3 separate regions of the Mus musculus genome follow, and all the other regions are linked to region 3. Evidence: chromatin contacts called from public HiChIP or PLAC-seq data. All regions are on one chromosome and are shown on one strand. Each heading gives the region's core, a stretch centred on a gene start, on an enhancer-like site or on the middle of the called end of the contact. The rest is flanking DNA. Distances are from core to core; before and after follow the strand shown. Region 1 overlaps Ppm1l (protein phosphatase 1 (formerly 2C)-like). Region 2 overlaps Ppm1l (protein phosphatase 1 (formerly 2C)-like). Region 3 holds the start of Ppm1l (protein phosphatase 1 (formerly 2C)-like).

Region 1 (2,700 bases), core at 112-2,611, 190 kb before region 3:
GCAAGAGTGTATGTGCGAGGAAATGGCTCCTAATCACAGAAGCGAAGAGGATGCAAGTAGGGCTCAAAGCCCACTATAAGATGCAGCCTACACCAGGGTTCAGGCTGACCAGTTCAAAAGACTTATGGGTTCTCATGATTTTCTGATTAATTTCGTCTTCCTCTGCCCATCTACTGGCCTCCAGAGTTCTACTCTCTTAGTTGTCTGTTTCTTCCAGCTGGTGTTCTGGGGCATCCTACTGCCACAATCATAGAAAATCGTACATGTGAGGGCACATGCACACTCACACACAAACTCACACACATGCACACTCACACACACACACACAGGCAAATACTCTATACCCTGAGTGCACACACATATACACTCACATACATACACACAAATACACACTCACACATGCATGCATGTACACATGCGTATGCATGCGCGCGCGCGCACACACACACACACACACACACACACACAGGCAAATACTCTATCTCCTGAATGAAGGGCCACATGGTCCTCTGAATGTTCCTAGTAGTACAGCTAGCCTGACTGAAAAATAGTACCCAAGTGTATCATAAATAGGAAAATAAATCAGATTTTAAATCACTGACAGACAATCAGAAGCTGGTAACACATGTACAGTCAGGTCTGAGCATCCCCTATGGGTCTCCGTTTTTCTTTTCCTTCCAGGTCCCCTAGTTCCTGTCAGCAAGTTGAGGAGAAGAAAGCTTTTAAACTCAGAGACAGATTGATGGAAGATAAAAGTAAGGAAGCCTTATGGTTTCCCCCTCCCTTAGGAGCTGTTTGAGAAACACATGGAGAAAGCCAGTCTGTCAGAGGGAAAAACTTCCCGTGAAGGGATGCTACTGCACTCTCTAAAATGCTCTGAGAGAAAACCTGGAAGGCCCTAAATAATTCCCACTCTCCTGAGTCTGGTTTTCTGGAAGTGCAGTCAGTTCCTTCCCGTGACAGTAAATGGCTTTCCGTTTTGGACAACTGATAATTCTGACACTAATGGCTCAATTAAACCAGGGAAGGAACTCTCAGGTATCATCCATTTCAAAGGGAGTAAAGTAGTCTCAACAGGGGGGGACCCTTCAGCGACTTTCTAAATTGCTAACAGCACATTTCTCCTCCCCCTTTAAAAGCTATTTCTCTAAAAATCACACCAGTGTTTGATGAGACTTCTCTGTAATTTCACTTCAGGTCAGCTCTCAGCTCCATCCAGAATCGCTGAAACATTGTGGCTGCTTTGTCCTCACCTCCCAGGCGGAAGCTGAGTGACTGCCTGGAAATGGATCTGCAGGTCCCGGGTGTACCAGAGGGCTCAGGTTAACACAATTCACAGCCTGCTCAACTCTTGCCTTGCCTGGCCTGCACCACGTGACTCCCTTAGCTCCGCAGCTGATCCTTGGGCTCACTGCGAGGCTGCCTTGCTAGTGATCTACTAAGAATAGAAATAATGGTCCTTGCTGGTCTGAGAACAGAGCCCAGAAATGCAGATCTAAGCAGCAGTCTGGGAAACTGTCTCAAGGTAACCTGGGACAAGATGGCATCCTGCAGGCATGAAGGATAAGAAGTCATCTCTGTTCCTGTTTCCAGACTCTGGCCCCAAGGCTTAGGGCCACAGGCTCAGTAACTCTCAAGTAGAAATGGGTCTGCTCTCCCCACCATCCCTCCCACTCAAAGCCATACTAATGTATCTTTTTAGCAAAGAGCCATAGGTTATTTATTCATGCACAAGCACACAGGACAATTAAAAACAGAATGTAAGGTCACATACAGGGACATAGAGAATAAATCATAGTAAATAAACATAAATCACAATAAAGCAATCAACATAAATACATAAAGCATAGAAATAAACAATATGCAGAAAGGTTCTCTGCCCTGACTGTTGTGGTAAGGAGCAGCAGCAGACCGACTGCTTTCTCAGATTGTCGGAAATGCTGTTTCAATTGTTTTCACAGATAATGTCATTGCTTCCTTGGAAATCTCTCTACGCTAACTTGGATGTGTGCTCTGACTTAAATAAACACAGCATTAGATTAAATATAAACCACACCTCACTTCCTAGTCTGCATTTTGCTTAGCATTGACAAATGCTAATGAAAGAGTCTAAACCACCTTAGTGAGCGCCCACCAATGACGGAGCTCAGGACATTTTCTTTCAAAAGCTTAGAGGCTTGCAGTATTTGATTTGCTGTTTTGAGACAGTCTCTAGTAGTCCAGGCTGGCCTTCCGATCCTCCCGCCTTCACCTGTCCACACCCCCAATCGGTACTACTTGCAGCCAGGGTCACTTCCTGTCCATCACCAATCATCTGCATTTTCATGGGCAAACACTGAGGAGACACCATGAGGAAATGTCACCTTTTACTCAGTTATTCAGCACAAATGACAGCGGCAGGGAGAGGCAAGAGGGCAAACAGAAAGCTCGAGTCACATGCAGCCTCAGAACATACCGCTACCCAAACTCTGCAGTCTGAGGAGACCAGAGAAATCATGTCGGACTTAGACGGTGTCCATGAGACTATATTCATGCCGTCCATCTATAGGCAAGTGGCCTTTATGAAGGTGTAGTTACTTGAAGCCATATATCTGCTTGGCAGCAGAGTTAGGAACAGAATCTGTATCTTTTGTTTCGAAGGCCACGTTTTTATCAAATAACAACCCTAAACCAGTCCTACAGTCACGTGTTGTTTTCTTA
Region 2 (2,700 bases), core at 18-2,517, 150 kb before region 3:
GAGGGCTCTGCCCTCAAGACTACATCACCCCCTAAAGTCCCTAGGACTGCTATGTTGGGGATTAAGTTCCCATCTTGGAAAGGTCACAATCATCAAAACACAGTGTCACTGTCCTTTATATGTCTTTCCTTTTCAACAACGGGAGAAGACGATGAGGACCAGCCTCTCAGAGTCAGATTCAGGTCCTCAACACCAGTCAGGTTTGGTCTGAAGGAACACCACAGAGAGTCTCTAGTTGGCCCTGCTTCATCTAGTCATATCTCCTGAACCAAGCTCTACCCAACGGGGTGAGATGCCAGTGCACCAGTCCTTCGTTCAGGAGAGTAAGTGATCTGTTGTCTGACGTGAAGAAGGGTGTCGGGCAGAATAGTAGTGAGCCTGGCTACACCCATGGTCCTACCACAGAGGATAAAAAGCAAGTAACACAACCAAAGTCATACAAACTGGAAGTGCGTCTCTGGCCCTGGAGCCCTGATCATCTATCTAACTGCAATCTGTGCCACTTCTAATGCTCTAAATTGCTAGTTTATACTATTTACATAGTGTATGCGCGCATGCATATGGAGGTGAGGACACGCTGTGGAGCCCTTCCTCCATGTGGGCTCCAGGGTCGGGCCTCGGGTTGTGAGGTTAGGCAGACAGCACCTTTACCAGGTCAACCATCTCCTTGGCCCTGAATCTCTCTTTTAAAGGATTGTCTGGGTCAGGGATGTAATTCATTTGCTGTCCTCAGAGAGGACATGGATTAGATGACTGCACAGCAGGTCATGAGCTGGATCCTCACAAGAGCCACTCCATCCTCCTGTTTAATCCGTTCCATATGCCCTCACTGGGTACTACTATCTAGTACGTGCCTGACACTCATTCCGCTTACACTACTGCTCCTTGTCTGTGAGCCCTAAACCGAACAAACCCCCTGATCCCCATGGTAACCTACAAAAAAGGAAATTAGCATAATAAATTCACATAATCCCCAATTAAAACTGACCATCAGTGACTGGTTTCGTTTGACTGGCTATAGGGGGAGACAGGCAAATAGCTTTTCTTACAGACATGCTAATCACTAACATATACATGATAGAAATAACAGATGCCACAAACCCCAAAATATTTTTTGGCATAAAAAACAAACCATATAGCTTGTAAGGGTTTCACTGCCAAAAGGTTTGTCTCTAATTTGCCATGCAGAGTCATTGGCATTGGACCATAGCCACAGTTACAATGTAAAGAAGGACGTCAGACAGCCACGAAGGGAGGCTGGTGGCAAGCGGGGGGGGGGGGGGGGGGAGGGAGCAGGCAGCAGATGGAGGGTACCTTACAGAAAGGAGGTTAACAAATATCTTACAGAAGCTAAATTTAGGCCTTGAACACAGCTACACAAACAGTTGCCTTATATTCTCACTCTATGGCTGCTCCCTGCTTTTAAACCCCTCAAAGCACGACTTAACACCAGCCACAGCAGACCATACAACTTCAAAGGCACAAGTAGAAATTCCTTTGCTTCCCCAACATTACTTCCTTGAGAGCGCTTCTGGATAGAAGAGATAACACAGCCCAGCTTTGATTAGGGGTCTCTGCCAACTTGCTGTATTAAAGTAGCACAGGCTAGGGGCTCTTATCTTTGCTTTCAGTCATGGGGTGTTCCTTGTACACAGAGCTTCAGGCAAAGCAGAGATACAGCAAAAAGTCCCTGGTCCCCTTGTCAGCCGTCAGAGTGTCTATTTGCACACCGCTGACCTTAGGTAGAATACCTAATGGTTCTTGATTTCTTGGTTCATTTGCAGACATACTATGTGCTATGAGGCATCCTGGGAGCATCTATGATTATTTATAGGGCTATACCAAGCTCCTTGGATTATATCTGAAATGAAAACAAGCATAAGTGCTTTGCCGCCTTAAGGAACTCCCTCCACCAACCCAGGCCCTACATCTGTAATAAGCTGTGCAAGTTGGGGGGGGGGGGGGCTCAAGAGACTGCTATCATGATGACCCCATTTAAGGTCAGAATGACATCTGGTGGCAGTTCCTTGACTGGACCTACCTCTCACACCCCTAGCAATGGGGGGGGGGGGTGTCTGTGTGAGTTATGCATCTGCAGAGAAAAGAAACAAGGATGCATGAGAGAATAGGACCAGATATGACAGTGGACGAGACTCTCAGTCAAGGCCTTGCCTCAGAGGTCCTTGATACAGGACATGTGTTTCTAAGCCCCCTCCCCTCCCCAGAAAAGGGCAGTGGACGGTCTGAGTGGGTTCTGTCTTCTCTCCCCGGAAACAACTGTTCAACCCAGGAGCAGACACCTCTGTGTAAGTCATTTCCTCCTCTCAAGTGCCTGCTTCTCTTTCACTGATAATTACATTTGAGGTTACTACAGAAGTTGGCTGGTGTAACTAAACCTCAGGGTCCTCTAAAAACAGGGTAGCATCATTTTTATCTCATTAAGGCACAGATCTGAGGACTTCCTGAGATGATGAAGTTAAGGACTTGGTCCTCTGCTTCCAGTCACGGCAGATTATTTTTGCAGTAATACGTGCATGCAAAGAATCATTTCCTAAACGCATTACAGCCAGCATGGAAATGACAGGTTACAAACGTTACTGTTAAGGATCAATTTAGAGCAGTATGCCAGACTCCAGTGAATCATTTCATCACTTGAAAACTTCAGGATCCCCATTTCCAACACCCACCCGCAGCGTGAGT
Region 3 (2,700 bases), core at 55-2,554:
CCAGAAAACTAGCAGTTATTAACTGGCTTCTGACCTTGGGAACTTTATATTAAAATGGCACGGAATATCCAGTGTCTCTCGTGTCTCTCAGCTAAAGTGAACGCTCTCATACCCAAGATCTCCTTGGCAGGGTCTTGGGAACTTGACTCACCTTGTCATCACCAGGTCATTACCACGCCCCTCTCACCCCGATCCGACCCCGCCAAGCACGAGACGCCCGGTTATTTACACACACATAGACCCAGAGAACTCCTACCTCGCCGCCGTGCCCATCAAAGATTCCGAAGATGGACGGGTGCGTCTTGTTGGCTAGATCGGTGAGAACTTCGAAGCGATCTTCCATGTGGTCTCTCCGGCCCTGGATGGAGTACACCGCCACATTATGGCTCTTGAATTCCCAGGTCTTGGAAAACTCGGCCTCCAGCACATCAAGTCCTCCAAGACGATCGTTCTGCATAATCTCGGCCACCTTGCCCTTCACCATCTTCACCGCGTCCCGGCTAGACTTAACGATGGTCTTCACTTCGTCCGTGTGGAAGAAGTAACTCCAGAGAGCCAAGCTGATGCACAGCAGGAAAAGCGTCTCGGGTCTCAGTAAGAAGTAGCGCATGATGCGACCCAGCAGAGACAGCAAAGTCATTGTATCCTCTATCATTTATTATCCCTAGAGCCCGGACCAGCAGCAGCGACGCGTGCCCCGCAACTCGCGGGGTCCGAGTACTGCGGGCACTGCCCGCGGGGACCAAGGCGGAGAGGCAGCCCGGGCCGACAGGGTGAACGAACCCACGGCCGCTCGGAACAGTCGTCCAGAACGATGGCAGTTTCCCTTTTGTCTGGGCAGCCCGAAGGCCCGTGCCTGCCGCCTGCGCCGCCTTCCCTCCCCGCGCTCTTTGTGAGACCGCAGCGACGGCGGCGGCGGCGGCCGCCGCGGGTGCCCCGGGTGGGCGACAGGAATCAAGTTAAAGTTGCGCCGAGCCGGTCCGCAACGGTGAAGAGGATTTCGGGGTGCCGATGCCCGCGCGGTCCCTTTAGGGGTCCCCCCTCGCGGTTCCCGGGAGCGATCGGCAGGTGAGGAAGCGCAGGGCGCAAGAGCCCGGCGGCGAGGGTTGCACGTTCCCTCGATCGCCGCTGCAGGCGAGCTTGGGGGACGAGACAGCGGAGCGTTGCGATTTCGTCACACATCCAGGGGGGGTCCCCGAAACAATAAAAGTTTTGCCGGTGCCTGGGCAAAGGCAGGGGGACACCGAGCTGGGAAACGCAGCACGATGGGTGCGGAGCCGCCGGCAGGCTCTGCCTGCCTCTCCCCAGCACCTCTCAGCTCGGCTCGGCTCGGCTCGGCTCGACTCCGCTCGGCTGCTCCCGGCTCCGCTCGCGCTCGCCCCTCCCCTCCCCGCACACGCTCGCCCCGCCCCGCCCCGCCCCGGGAGTGGCGCTTCCAGATGCGTAACACTGTCACCCGGCTGGGGGCCCGAAGGAGCTCGCCGGGGCGGACGCACGTGGGCAGCAGGCGGGTCGGGGGAGAGCCGCGGGGGGTGAGCGGCAAATCCAGCCGCCCAGCTCTAGCCGATTGTCGATTCTGCCTTGGAGGCCGGCTCCCAGGGACAATGTGATAGTGACGTGAGGTCACTGAACGTCGGTTTCTTGGGCGGCACGGCTGCTCGCTGGGGAGCCGGGAGCTGTACCTGAGCCCTCCCCCCCTCCGGCACGCTACACAATGGTACGGTCCACGCCAGACTTTTCGTAGGGCTAGCGAGATGGGACACATTTCTCCTGTCTCAAAAATCGAAAGTGAGTGATTACTTTGGCCACCCGAGGCAGCTGCCACAGAGACCCGCCGGGATCTCCCAAGAGGCAGGACTTGGACTCGGACCGCAAGAGCTATGTCTCTCTGAAGGCAGAACCGGGGATCTCAGAACCGGAGGCTTGACGTGTAATGGCAAACGCCGGAGGACCAGGAAGGGCCGGCCTCTGAAGACTGGGACTGTGCTGGTGGCCACTCATCCATAAGGAACATGCTTGGAGTGTCCCTCAGCGAGCTACTCTGCCTATGGTTCAAGTTAGAAATCCTCTGGAGCCTTGAAAGTGACAACCACCTTCAGTCCTTGCCGAAGATGAGGGCAGGAGTTTGAGTAGGCAAAGGTGGACCTCAGCAGGATAACTTGAAGTTGGGGCAAGGACTGGTCGCCTAGAATATGAAGCAAGTAATCTTTAAAAGGAACTTCTCTTTCTCTCTACCTCTGTCCACGAAGGACGGTGCTGACCCACCGGACTGACGGTCAGGCATCCTGATAGTCTCCCAGCCAGTGTTCCCCCAAACACTTCTGCCTTCTTTTGATCCCAGTTCCGTCTTAAGATATAAAATATAATTACTGCAATAAAATATAACAAAATGTTCACAGTTGGCAACTAAAGTAACTTTAAACAATTTACATTTTGTCCAGATTTTTGTCTATTCTCCGTAACTGCTAAAGTTTCTACAAAAACCTGGACTTCCCTAACAACAACAACAGAAGAAACATGCTTAAGTATTTAAATAATATGACCCCAACAATATAAACATAAGTAGGAATGATGGGAAAGGAATATAAGCAACTGTTAAGAGTATATTTTTGAAAACTAGGATATGTCTTTAATTATGATTATGGCCATAGTTTTCGATATTGTCCACCTGATCGAGAAAATATGAAAATGGGTCATTTC

What was found. HiChIP or PLAC-seq counts read pairs in DNA pulled down with a chosen protein or histone mark.
Region 1: a contact with region 3 is called in an H3K4me3 HiChIP or PLAC-seq map of embryonic limb bud, with 2.5 times the contacts expected there. The contact joins the enhancer-like site here to the promoter of Ppm1l in region 3. A contact is called at or near these places in 7 of 39 promoter capture datasets (3T3-L1-derived adipocytes, cranial neural crest, embryonic stem cells and 3 more), 3 of 484 Hi-C or Micro-C datasets (the N1E-115 cell line, cerebral cortex and muscle stem cells), 12 of 115 datasets of contacts at active chromatin or transcription factors (cardiomyocytes, craniofacial prominence, embryonic forebrain and 8 more) and 3 of 9 other capture datasets (adipose tissue, macrophages and pancreatic islet).
Region 2: an H3K4me3 HiChIP or PLAC-seq map of embryonic forebrain shows a contact between it and region 3, with 4 times the contacts expected there. The contact joins the enhancer-like site here to the promoter of Ppm1l in region 3. A contact is called at or near these places in 9 of 39 promoter capture datasets (3T3-L1-derived adipocytes, the HPC-7 cell line, HPC-7-derived erythroid cells and 7 more), 1 of 15 datasets of contacts at CTCF or cohesin (the NIH/3T3 cell line), 23 of 484 Hi-C or Micro-C datasets (CD8 T cells, the G1E-ER4 cell line, the HPC-7 cell line and 14 more), 23 of 115 datasets of contacts at active chromatin or transcription factors (the HPC-7 cell line, the NIH/3T3 cell line, SST interneurons and 19 more) and 2 of 9 other capture datasets (adipose tissue and pancreatic islet).

Annotation. Positions count from the first base shown.
Region 1 is chr3:69,500,857-69,503,556 of GRCm38.p6, reverse strand. All of the region lies in intron 2 of Ppm1l (protein phosphatase 1 (formerly 2C)-like), which reads right to left. Among named protein-coding and RNA genes, the nearest start is that of Gm52607, 40 kb to the right of the region's middle. Within about 2 kb of position 1,361, at least 26 of the 459 cell types and tissues checked have an H3K27ac peak or open chromatin away from gene starts, as enhancers often do. A contact at or near this core is called in craniofacial prominence, embryonic limb bud, pancreatic islet and 1 more, where this site is marked.
Region 2 is chr3:69,468,483-69,471,182 of GRCm38.p6, reverse strand. The region is part of intron 1 of Ppm1l (protein phosphatase 1 (formerly 2C)-like); the gene reads right to left. Among named protein-coding and RNA genes, the nearest start is that of Gm52607, 7.7 kb to the right of the region's middle. Within about 2 kb of position 1,267, at least 50 of the 459 cell types and tissues checked have an H3K27ac peak or open chromatin away from gene starts, as enhancers often do. A contact at or near this core is called in CD8 T cells, the G1E-ER4 cell line, the HPC-7 cell line and 5 more, where this site is marked.
Region 3 is chr3:69,315,522-69,318,221 of GRCm38.p6, reverse strand. It overlaps Ppm1l (protein phosphatase 1 (formerly 2C)-like), which reads right to left and starts at 1,304. Exons shown (of 4, transcript NM_178726.3): 1 at 257-1,304. The coding sequence starts at 655.